2 separate regions of the Pan troglodytes genome follow, and region 1 is linked to region 2. A link is a contact called in public Hi-C data. All regions are on one chromosome and are shown on one strand. Each heading gives the region's core, a stretch centred on a gene start, on an enhancer-like site or on the middle of the called end of the contact. The rest is flanking DNA. Distances are from core to core; before and after follow the strand shown.

Region 1 (5,256 bases), core at 2,748-5,247, 390 kb before region 2:
ACTTTCTCAGTTGTTGCTTCTGGCATTACCAGGGCTGTCATGCATCCACAAAATTGCTGTTTGGTGCCACTGGTAGCTAATGTCCCCATTCAATAACATACAATAAACATATTCACTGTGGTATGAAAAAGTCCACTACAGTCACCACTTCAAGTCTTAATGCCTGCTAATTTAGCAATTATAGTAATAGCAAAGCGTTCCAAAGGTTTAAAAGAGTTCCAATTCTGGTTAAAATCAAAATTGAGGAGCAAGAGCTTGATATAAAAGGTATGAATCAAACTAATCTCAGAGTTGCCTTTGTAAGACAGATGGGTGAATTTTATCTTTTATTATTTGGTATTCATCAGCCACCTACTGTCAATTTAAACTCTAATTACAGCTCTCTAAAATTATTTTTCTTGGGGGAAGTGGGCTATTAAGATTTTTGTTGGGGTAGAATGGGAAAGGATAAATTTCATATGTTATATACTCCTACCTTTCCTTTAATACCGAAACAGGCCATCCCACGAGTATAGAAGCATTTAGGCTGGGTAGGAGAAGAAAAAATGATAGAGAAAGAAGAAAAGCATAGTGATAACATAAAAATCAAAATTTGACCTTACAGCTTACTTTATATAAATTATTATTATTATTATTTTGAGACAAAGTCTCACTCTGTTGCCTAGGCTGGAGTGCAGTGACGTGATCTCGGCTCACTGCAACCTCCGCCTCCCTGGTTCAAGGGATTCTCCTGCCTGAGCCTCCTGAGTAGCTGGGATTACCGGCGCCTGCCACCACGACCGGCTAATTTTTGTATTTTTAGTAGAAACAGGGTTTCACCATGTTGGTCAGGCTGGTCTCAAACTCCTGACCTCAAGTGATCTGCCCACCTCAGCCTCCCAAAGTGCTGGGATTACAGGCGTGAGCCAGCACGCTCCACCTTACTTCATATAAATTAAAAGGTGGAAGGAAAAGTAACCCACATATGTGGGTTAGCTGTACCATTCTGAAGCAAGAGGATAGTTTAGTAGCTAGATATAAATGACTAAATATTTCACTTTGGAAAGGCCACTGGTCGTTTTTTTCAAAGTCAGGAGAATATTTCATCCTGAAGAAGCAGTTGTTGAAAGAGTGTTAAGGGTTACAGCACTCAGTAAGGAAACCAAAGGTTGTAAATGTCTGGAACACAGCAGGTTAAAGAAGTGTGGTGCAGAAAGGGCTGCTACTCAACTTCTTTGCCTGAGGCCTGCCTGTATTAGCTAACCTGAGGAAGTCACAGGCAGTGTTATCACAACCAGTAATCTTTCTTCCCTGAAGCAAGGAGAGACAGTGGGCCAAAAAATCTTCTCAATTGCAGAAAAGCTGTTTGAGTCTTTGGGTCTGTTATCTGTCCCTACTGTTTATCTCAATTCTCTTAGCTCTCTAAACTCTGTTAGATATTTATCTTCCTTTTCTTCCTTGTTCATTTCCTATACATAAAAATGCAATAGCACAAGTGAATACAGATCAATGATTAGTTTTAAAATAAAAAAAATTTTGCTTTGCATTAATTAATTAATTAATTTTTTTTGAGACAGTCTCACTACATCACCCAAGTTGGAGTGCAGTGGCACAATCTCGGCTCACTGAAATCGCCACCCACTGGGTTCAGGTGATTCTCATGCCTCATCCCCCCAAGTAGCTGGAATTACAGGTTACCACTCCTGGCTAATTTTTGTATTTTTAGTAGAAATGGGTTTTCACCATGTTGGTTGAGCTGGTCTCAAACTTCTGACCTCAGATGATCTGCCTGCCTTAGCCTCCCAAAGTGTGGGATTACAGGTGTGAGCCACTGCACCAGGCCTTGCCTTGCATTTAGATAAATTAAGTACGATAGTAGACAGAGTACAGGGAGAAGATGATGAGACTCAGGATTGCCACTTTCAAGTTATGCAGCCTTGAACAAATGTACACCTCTGAACTTCAATTTTTCCCCAACTTAAATGTAGATAATAATTTTGACTGCCATGAAGATTAAATGATGGTTCACAACCTCGACAGCCCTACATATATGGAAGATATTGTGACTGAAGGTGACATTGTTTCAACTGAATACATATTCTAAGTGAACACATTAGTTTTTTAACTTTTAAATTTTTAAAAAATATTTAGATTTCAAATATTTTCTCCCAATTCTATCATTTATTTGTTAACTTTGTCTATAGTATTGTATGTAAAACCCCAAGCCTTTATTTCGGTGTAATGAATTTCTTCAATTTTTTTGACATGCAATTTGTACTTTTGAAATGTTGTAACATAAGTTATTTCCCCATCCCTCAGTATTAAAATATTCTCCTCCACAATTTGCTATTAATTTCATATTTCAATCTTTCCAATCTAGGTCTTTAATGCATCTAGAGCTCTTCCTTTTAATGTAGTGTTTAATTTTCTCCAGATGGTTAGCCTATTTTCTTTTCCCCAATGATTTGTTGAACCACATTTTATTGTATATTAAGGTTACAAGTGATGTTGATATTGCTCATCCAGGAAGCACTGTTTGATTAGCAAGATTCTAAACAATGTGAGTTAGCACCTAGTTGAAAGAATTGATAATAATGGATGAGGGTGAATTTAGAACATGAGGGTAATGTGTTGTATTATTAAAAATATCAATCCAGAAGGAAATAAAAATCATCCTTATTGAAAGTTTTCAGATGACAAAATGGGGATGGTCTTAGTAACCTGAAAAATACACATACAGAAATTACTCTTATACAGCACCAGTTCACAGACACGCCTGTAAATTCCCTGAGTTAAATATCTATAATATAGAAACAAACTTTGATTAGGTGATGCTGAAAGTTTAAGTACCTAAAAATACCTATCACCCAGCAGCTATTGAACAGTGCCTCCAAGTCCTGCTTTAAAAAATGATTTTATTGGCCAGGCGCAGTGGCTCACGCCTATAACCTAGCACTTTTGGAGGCTGATGTGGGCGGATCACCTGAGGTCAGAGTTCGAGACCAGCCTGGCCAGCATGGCGAAACCCTGTCTCTACTAAAAAATGCAAAAATTACCCGGGCGTGGTGGTGCACACCTGTAATCCCAGCTACTCAGGAGGCTGAGGCAGGAGAATTGCTTGAACCCAGAAGGTGGAGGTTGCAGTCAGCCAAGATCGTGCCACTTCACTCCAGCCTGGGCGACAGAGCAAGACCCTATCTCCAAAAAATAAAATAAAATAAAATAAAAGAGTTTATTGCCTGTTTCCAACAATTCTCTGCAGGAAAAAAATCCAATGATTATATCCATTTCGTTGCGAATAAGACGGGCACCAGTTTATCTATGTACCTGAGGAAATGCTATGGAAATGGTATTTTTCAATTTTATTCATCAGTATATTAATAAATATATGACTGAATAATTCATACTGAATTCAGATCAGTTGGAGGGGGGCTATAAATGCAAATTAGCTGAGGATTTAATGTGCGTAGGAGGTGTATAGGGGGTTAGAGGACCTTTTAAATTCCCCCAGTAGTTGTGGACTCGGTGGCTCTATGTCTTTGCTATTCATTTTTAAATAGGTCAATGAAAGAGAGGAAAGGCCTGCAGTGTGTGGGGATCAGGAAGAAGGCGGATAAAAGAAAAGGGGGAAACTAGTCTGTTATTCAAGGGAACTGGCTTTCACTTGTGGTTTCTCCTGTTTGGCTTGAACAAATCATTTCACCATCTTGGGCTTCCGTTTCGATATTGGGTGGGGAGGAGCGGGTGTTACGAGATCTCTCAGTTGTCTTGCTGCTTTCTTTCTTCGTGAGCCCTCCCCAAGTTGATTTAACAAATACTCTATGACCTAGAGTCCTAGAGTGTAAATACCACAGTCCAGGTGAGCGTTCCGCGGGCCTCCTTGCGCATGCGCTGAAGGGGCACCCTCGCGTTAAGGCCCGAATTTTGCCTCTTCTGCGCACGCGCTCCTTTTAAATTCCCCACCTGTCAGAGAGAAGCAGGACTTCCTGTACTTTTTAGAGCGACTGCCGGAAGTGACTGCGGACGAATCGGCGTTTGGCGAGGCTGGCATAGATTTGGCTGTCTCCGCTCATAGCTGCTTTTGGCGCGAAAGATGCCGGGTCTGGTTGACTCAAACCCTGCCCCGCCTGAGTCTCAGGAGAAGAAGCCGCTGAAGCCCTGCTGCGCTTGCCCGGAGACCAAGAAGGCGCGCGATGCGTGGTCAGTGCGCAGCCGGAGAGGGCGCGGCCGACGAGCCCCGGGCCGCGGCCTGTGCCTTCCGGTGCCTATGCCCTACGGCCTCTGCCCTCTGCCTTCTGCCCTCTGCGCTCTGCCTTCTGCCCTCTGCCCTCTTCCTTCCCCCCTTCCCCCACTCCTCCTCCCTGTCTGCCCCCGCCCCGCCCCATTGCGGCGCTCTGGAGATAATTATTGGGCCTTGTAGGTTTCGTGGTCGGGTCTCTGTTGACTTATCCCGTAGCTTAGTCCCCGGAAACGATGGAGAGAGAGGAGAACGGCAAGCTTCAACCACTCATTCCTTCCTACAAATGTGTTTTGAGTATCTGTTATGGGTTAAGCACTGCGTTAGGTCCGAAGATGTAGACATGGATAAAGATGCATCTTGATATAAAGGAGCTTAAAGTTAATGGAGACATAAACCAATGACTTGTATACCACGTGGTAAGGGCTATGATAGATTTGTTAAGACCAAACAGGAAAGGTTTTCTGGTAATTTCTAAGGCTTTCTCCCAAAATTTAGAGACAGTAGGACACAGAGTGTATTCCTTACAGTTCTGAAGAGTTACGCTTCAACCCTTTTAAGGCAACCAAAAGTTGAAAATCAACCAGTCTACGACGCAGGGGACAAAGTATTAAGAATAGTTCATCTAGATTGTCAATCCACAAAAGATTTGTTCTCATTTTATATAGCCTCTCTTGTGGAGCAAATCTCATTAGAGGACGTCCTCAGATAACGTGAATGTGCATCTCTTCCTCTGGCCCCTTTTGTCTTCCCAGATAGTAGATATAAGAAAGAAATCATTAGTGCTATAATGGGATAATAAGAGTGTAGGAGCTTAGTGCTTTTATTAATCCTCAGTACTTTGTAAATAATACGGGTAGGATTGAAAGACTGCAGTCTGAACAAATTGTTCCAGTGGTAACAGTAAGTGCTGTTGAACCTTGAATAGTATGACAGCATGATTAAGAGTCTGGGATCCACAGTCAAGGTTTGAATGTTAATCCACTAACTTGGTGACCTTGAGCCTCATGTGTCTGTAAAATGACTCTAATAAAAGAAAC
Region 2 (5,277 bases), core at 2,640-5,139:
TCAAGCATGTGGCGTCCCCATGTTCAGATGCCCTGAGCATAGCTCATCATCACCCCACTTTGTCCTCCACTCCAGCTCAGGGCTTTCCTTCCCTGTCCAAAGACAGGAGCTCTCTTTGCCTCCCTAAATCTTTGGTCTTCTCCCCTTGTACTCCCAAACCTGAACCTATCCTTCCTGTCTCATTGCAGGTCCACTGCACCACCTTTGACCTTCAAAGTTCAGTAACCATGATGTCACTCCAGGGAGCCCTTCTCCAGCCCCCTGACTCCCAGTTACCACACTGACTTGTCACCCTCAGCATTCTGGGCTGATCTTCCAAGGTGGTGGGCAAAGGGCCAGTGCCCAGCTCAGCTTTTCCTCCCAGAAGCAGAGTCCAGGCCTTGTCTATGAATCAATACATGTTTGAGAGAGTCCACAAAGAAGCAACATTACTTTAGAGAAAACCATTAGCACTGACTTTGTTCATTGATGCTACACTATCACAAATATACAGAAAAAAACCATCCAACTAGTTTTAGCTGAGGGAAAAAATAAATTCTAATTACTCTTATTTCCATAAGCAGTATATTATGCATGTCTAATTTCCATGTAGCACAATAACAGTGTGTGGATCATTAAGTGGGTCAGTTGCGTTTCCTTTCAAAGCTGAACTCTCATCAGGTATGTTCAGTCTTCAAAGTTTGCTGATCCTGTAGCAGGGCTGTCTGCTTTCAATTTAGGGGGAAAATATCATTAGAAGAGAATGTTGGCTTAGACACAGAAGCCAGGGAGGGCAGAGGAACCTAACAGGCCAGGGAGGGCCCTCTGATCCTTCATGATTAGCTGTACGACCTCAGGCAGGCCAATTTACCCCTCTGGGTTTCTTTTCCCCCTCCCCAGGGTGGGGAACCCGGGGTACTGGTTTGCCATTCTTTTAAGCAGTAGTCTCTGGTTTTTTTTGTCTAAATGAAACATATGCAGAAGCCCAAAATATAAAGCAGGTGAAAGAACAGCTGCCTAAAGCTGCCTTTGACGTATCTTCATAGAACCCTGGGGTTCTGGCTCATCCTATAATCTATTAGTTTGTAAGAACGAACAGGGCTGGCAAGCACCCCTACGCAACTCTCACAGATTTGAGGGAGGGGCCAGAATAACACCCGCATGGTGAAAGGTGGCATCCCAGGAGCATTCCTAGTGTACCTGGAGGTTAACTTGAAGGCCCCTGCAAAAATAGGTGAAGAGGAACCTTTCATTGTAAACTTCTGGCGATAGTGGTTAAGAGGCATACTTGGAGTTTTCTCACACTCAAAAAAACTCAAACCAAGTGATTTTTATCTCAAATCTACCTCTCCAGATGGTTGGTGAGGATTCAATGAAGTGTTAAGTTATGCATCAATTTCAAAAGAGTCAGTTTTGAAACCTGTGGTTCTCCAAGCTCTAAAATCCTAAGCTATTTGTCCTAATGACACAGCAGACTGAACTCTAGAATACCACAGGAATATCACACCACTGCAAATTACTAGGTGGTGCTGAGTCTCCCAAAACACAGAAGTGAAACAAAAGCATTGCACTGTTTTTGAAATGCATATTCGATATGGACTAATCAAATAGGTTTTGAGATTATTTTCCTGGAGGCAGAATTATTCCGCACGGTTACACAGCCCTTAGTTTTCCCCTTTGTTGTATCTATCTATGTATAAACACATGGCCCATATAGTAGGCTATTTTCCTCTCGCTGAAGCTTCTGAAGACAAGGCCTTTTTGTCAAGGGTAAGTGCAAAACCAGTCAACCTTACAAAAGGAGTCATTTAATGCTCAATTTTCCAACTTTCCTATGATTAAACACTTCTAAGCTCAAACGCTGTTATTGTAATCTAGATGGTGTTTTCTTTCCCCCTTCCCCAACAAATGTTTAAATTGTCTCCGCTGGATTCCCCCATCCCCAACTCCCCCCTACCCCCATCTGACCTTGAAAACAGAGAAGTTTTCCTTTTCTCTACTTACCCTAAACTATTTAAAAATCGAGGCCCTCTGACCTTTTTACAACACTCTTCTTGTCTGACACACCAAATGTTAATCTGAAAGCCAAGAGGAGGGAAAAGGTCTTGCAGGGCGGGGAGGGGGTTGTGGAAAGGGGGTGGAGGTACTATATATTTGGCATCAGCTCAGAAATTCAGAAATGTTTGTGCAACCACTCCCCCAGCCAGGATCCTCCCCCACCCCCCACCCGCAACTGCCTTCTAACACATTAATAAAAAAAGATGTGAGCAGACGAAATTGGAGAGCCCAGGAGGGACAGCTAAGGCGGTCATGATTTTGTACCCAGGGAAGACCACTGATCACCATCCCACATGTCCACCCCTCCTCCCTCCCTTCCAACGTGCCAAGTTTAGGATTGGGACCTCTGCAGCTTCCACCCCCATCCCCTGAGGTGGCCCGGTAAACTTGCGGCAGTACCACCCATTAACAGCTTGTGTGAGGCAAACGGAAGGACTGACACAGCAGCCTCTGCGCGTCGGGACAGCAGCGCTGTGCACCTTAAGAATCGTTTGTGTTCTTTAAAAAAAAAAAAGAAAAAAAAAGTGCAATGAGCGCACAGGCCTGGAATACATTAACTTGTGAACCGACTCTGACACAACTCGAGAGAGTCCGTCTCTCCCTCAAACAAAAAGAAGGTGGGGGGGCGGGGGAGAAAGGCCAAGGCACATTACCATCCTGTCCCGAGCTTTCCAGATACTCCGTCAGGTCACAGCCAAACGCGCTGGCGGCTCCCTTTCGTTTCAGCTTCTGCTTAGCACCCTTGTTCTTCATGAGTTAGTCCCAAAGAGGCTGCCCCTCCGTCTCTGCCGCCCCTCTGCTTGGCACCGCTGTAAGATGGGCTCCCGGGCTAGATCACCGGCTGCCCCGCGGCTCGGGGGGGCCGCATCGGAAGATGGAAGAACTTGGGCTGGGGGCCCTGCGCATGGACCCCGCGGGCCGCGGGCCGGCAGAGCCTGAGATCCACCCTGCGCCGCTCCGGGGCCGCCGTGCCGAGGCCGTGCAGACTGGCAGCCGCGGGCCGGCTCGCCTGGGAGTGTCACTTCCTCACTCGGAGTCCTAGGGACTTTCACAGGCTCCTGCGGTGTCTTCGGGTGTTTCTCCTCCGCTTAGGAGGGAGGGCAAGCTCTCCCCCCGCCTTCCTAAGTGCCCCGGAGAGGACGCGGACGCGGGGCGAGGAGACTGCCCAGGGGGCTGCGGTGGGTCCTGCGCCCTGGGCCCGCTGTCTCGCCTTCAGACGACTTTGGTAGAGCGAAAAACAAGCATCCTGTCCCTGCTGCCCGCCCTCACGCCTTCCTTTTTTTCCTGTCTTACAAATCCTAGGATCATCCAGCTCAGGAAATGCTGGAAGGAAGTTAGCTAGGGAGGGGGGCGGAGGGTGGAAATTTTTGGCAGCTCGGTGCTTGTGAGTGTGTGGAGCTAGAGGAAGTAGGTGGGTGGGTTGAGGAGCACGGGGTTGGGGTAGAGAACGCGTTCTCCCGAGAGCAGTTCTGCGACTCCAGAGATAACTGGGCAGCCCCGGAGGAAATCGCGCTCTCCTCGCAGGACCCGCAGCCGCAGCCGCCGCTTCCTGCCCCGCCGAGCCGGCTCTTTGAAGTGGCGGGAGGAGGTGCGCTGGCATTCTGCGGGGACCGTGCTGGTTGGGACTTTCAGAACCCTCTGCCCTGGTTTTATCCTCATTGTCATCGTATCTTTGACACTTTCTATTTCGGTGCCCGCCTGTCTGCTACGCAAATACTTAAAGAGTAATGACAGAGACAAACAGGGGACTCCAGCGGAGAAACCTGACAGGCAGTGGCTTCACGCCGGCCACTCCCATCCCAACCTCCTCTGCAGCGTTCGTGCACCCCCACCTCAGCTCACTCCCCTCCCACGCTGGGGTAAAGATACCCCTGGGCAAAGAGAGGCTGCAGCTTTGTAACCACTGCCCAGGAAATCAGATTTCTGGTTACATATTCAAGACACATACATACACACACACACACACACACACACACACACTACTGCAAAGTTTTCTAAATGGAAGTGATTTGGGGGGGACAAACCAGGATTTAAGATGCCTCTGACACATGAAATGTGAAGAAAGCAGTCTCCCAGGTTCTTTCATAATTTGTTTCAAGTTGTTTCAAGAGGGCATGTTTTTTTCTTCTCCAGTTAGATTTTAAATTCTTTAACTTCTGTGTACTCAACACACAGAAAGCACTCAAATTCTTGTGATTTAACCATTTGAGGATTAGATGAAACTTCCTGTATAAATTCAAATCCATATACAGGCTTGAAGGATAGGGGCATATGTCATACAGCTCAGATTGCTGGCAAAGCTGCATCCGTAGCATTTTAGGTACTGAATCCCTTTACAGTCACTGTCTCTCTATGTATCACCTTAACAGTCTATGAACTTTGACCCTTGACATTTTCTCTATGTCAGAGGTCACAACTTGATAGCCAGCCTGCCAGATCTGGCCCATAGATGTACTTGGCTGGCAGACACCATGCTTTAACACGTTTTAAAATTAGTAGCTAGCATTAAAAAGTTAAGAGATTTCACATAAGATCTGAATTTCTGGCTTCTCTTGAAAAAATGGAAGATCTAGTTACACCACAAGTGCATTCCCATATGGCAAGGACGGCTGATGCTGAGTTGTGGCAGGCCCCTTGGAGGCACCCTCTTTAGAGAGACGACTCTTGCAGTTTTGCAGACCCCACGGCCTGTCTTCCCCCTTTTGCACCTGCCTGGCCTCTGCTGCCACTTGAGTTTGCAGCCCAACCTCTATGAATTGTCTTTCCTGTTTTTCATTTTCCATCTCTCAGTGACACTGAGAAGCATTTGCCCCAGTCATCTTGGTGAAATGTCTTCAAGTAACCACAGACTCATTTGTCTCCTTCCTCTCCCACCTGCAAGGTAGTCCCGCCCAGACGATGAGCTCTTCACCATGCCTCTCAGCTTGGTTTATTCCTTTCCAGGCCCACTCAATGAGGACCATCCACTCCTCAATTATTAAAGTAACTCCTAGTGGGATTTGTTGAGTCCAATCTCCTCCACTTCCTCCATCCTATGTATTAAAAGCTTGAGGAGTCATCTTGAAGGATTGCTGTTGTTATATGCCTGCCTGCCTTGCTGAAAACCTTTCAATAGCTCCCCGAGTCCTACTTTTAGGGCAGCAATTTCTAAGCATTTTGTAAACTGCTTGGAGAGTATCTGATAAGGTATTTGGTACAATGGCTTGTTCCTCCCTTTATTTATAGAGAAGCAGCTCCATA

The links. Hi-C and Micro-C count contacts between places; a contact is called where the count stands out from the background.
Region 1: a Hi-C map of stem cell-derived neural progenitor cells shows a contact between it and region 2, with 4 times the contacts expected there. The contact joins the promoter of COX17 here to the promoter of ARHGAP31 in region 2. A contact is called at or near these places in 2 of 7 Hi-C or Micro-C datasets (induced pluripotent stem cells and stem cell-derived neural progenitor cells) and 1 of 1 datasets of contacts at active chromatin or transcription factors (stem cell-derived excitatory neurons).

What each region holds. Positions count from the first base shown.
Region 1 is chr2:122,980,089-122,985,344 of NHGRI_mPanTro3-v2.0_pri, reverse strand. COX17 (cytochrome c oxidase copper chaperone COX17) reads left to right here and starts at 3,997. Exons shown (of 3, transcript NM_001252540.1): 1 at 3,997-4,179. The coding sequence starts at 4,073.
Region 2 is chr2:122,594,587-122,599,863 of NHGRI_mPanTro3-v2.0_pri, reverse strand. It overlaps ARHGAP31 (Rho GTPase activating protein 31), which reads right to left and starts at 3,889. Exons shown (of 12, transcript XM_001162142.7): 1 at 2,691-3,889. The coding sequence starts at 2,790.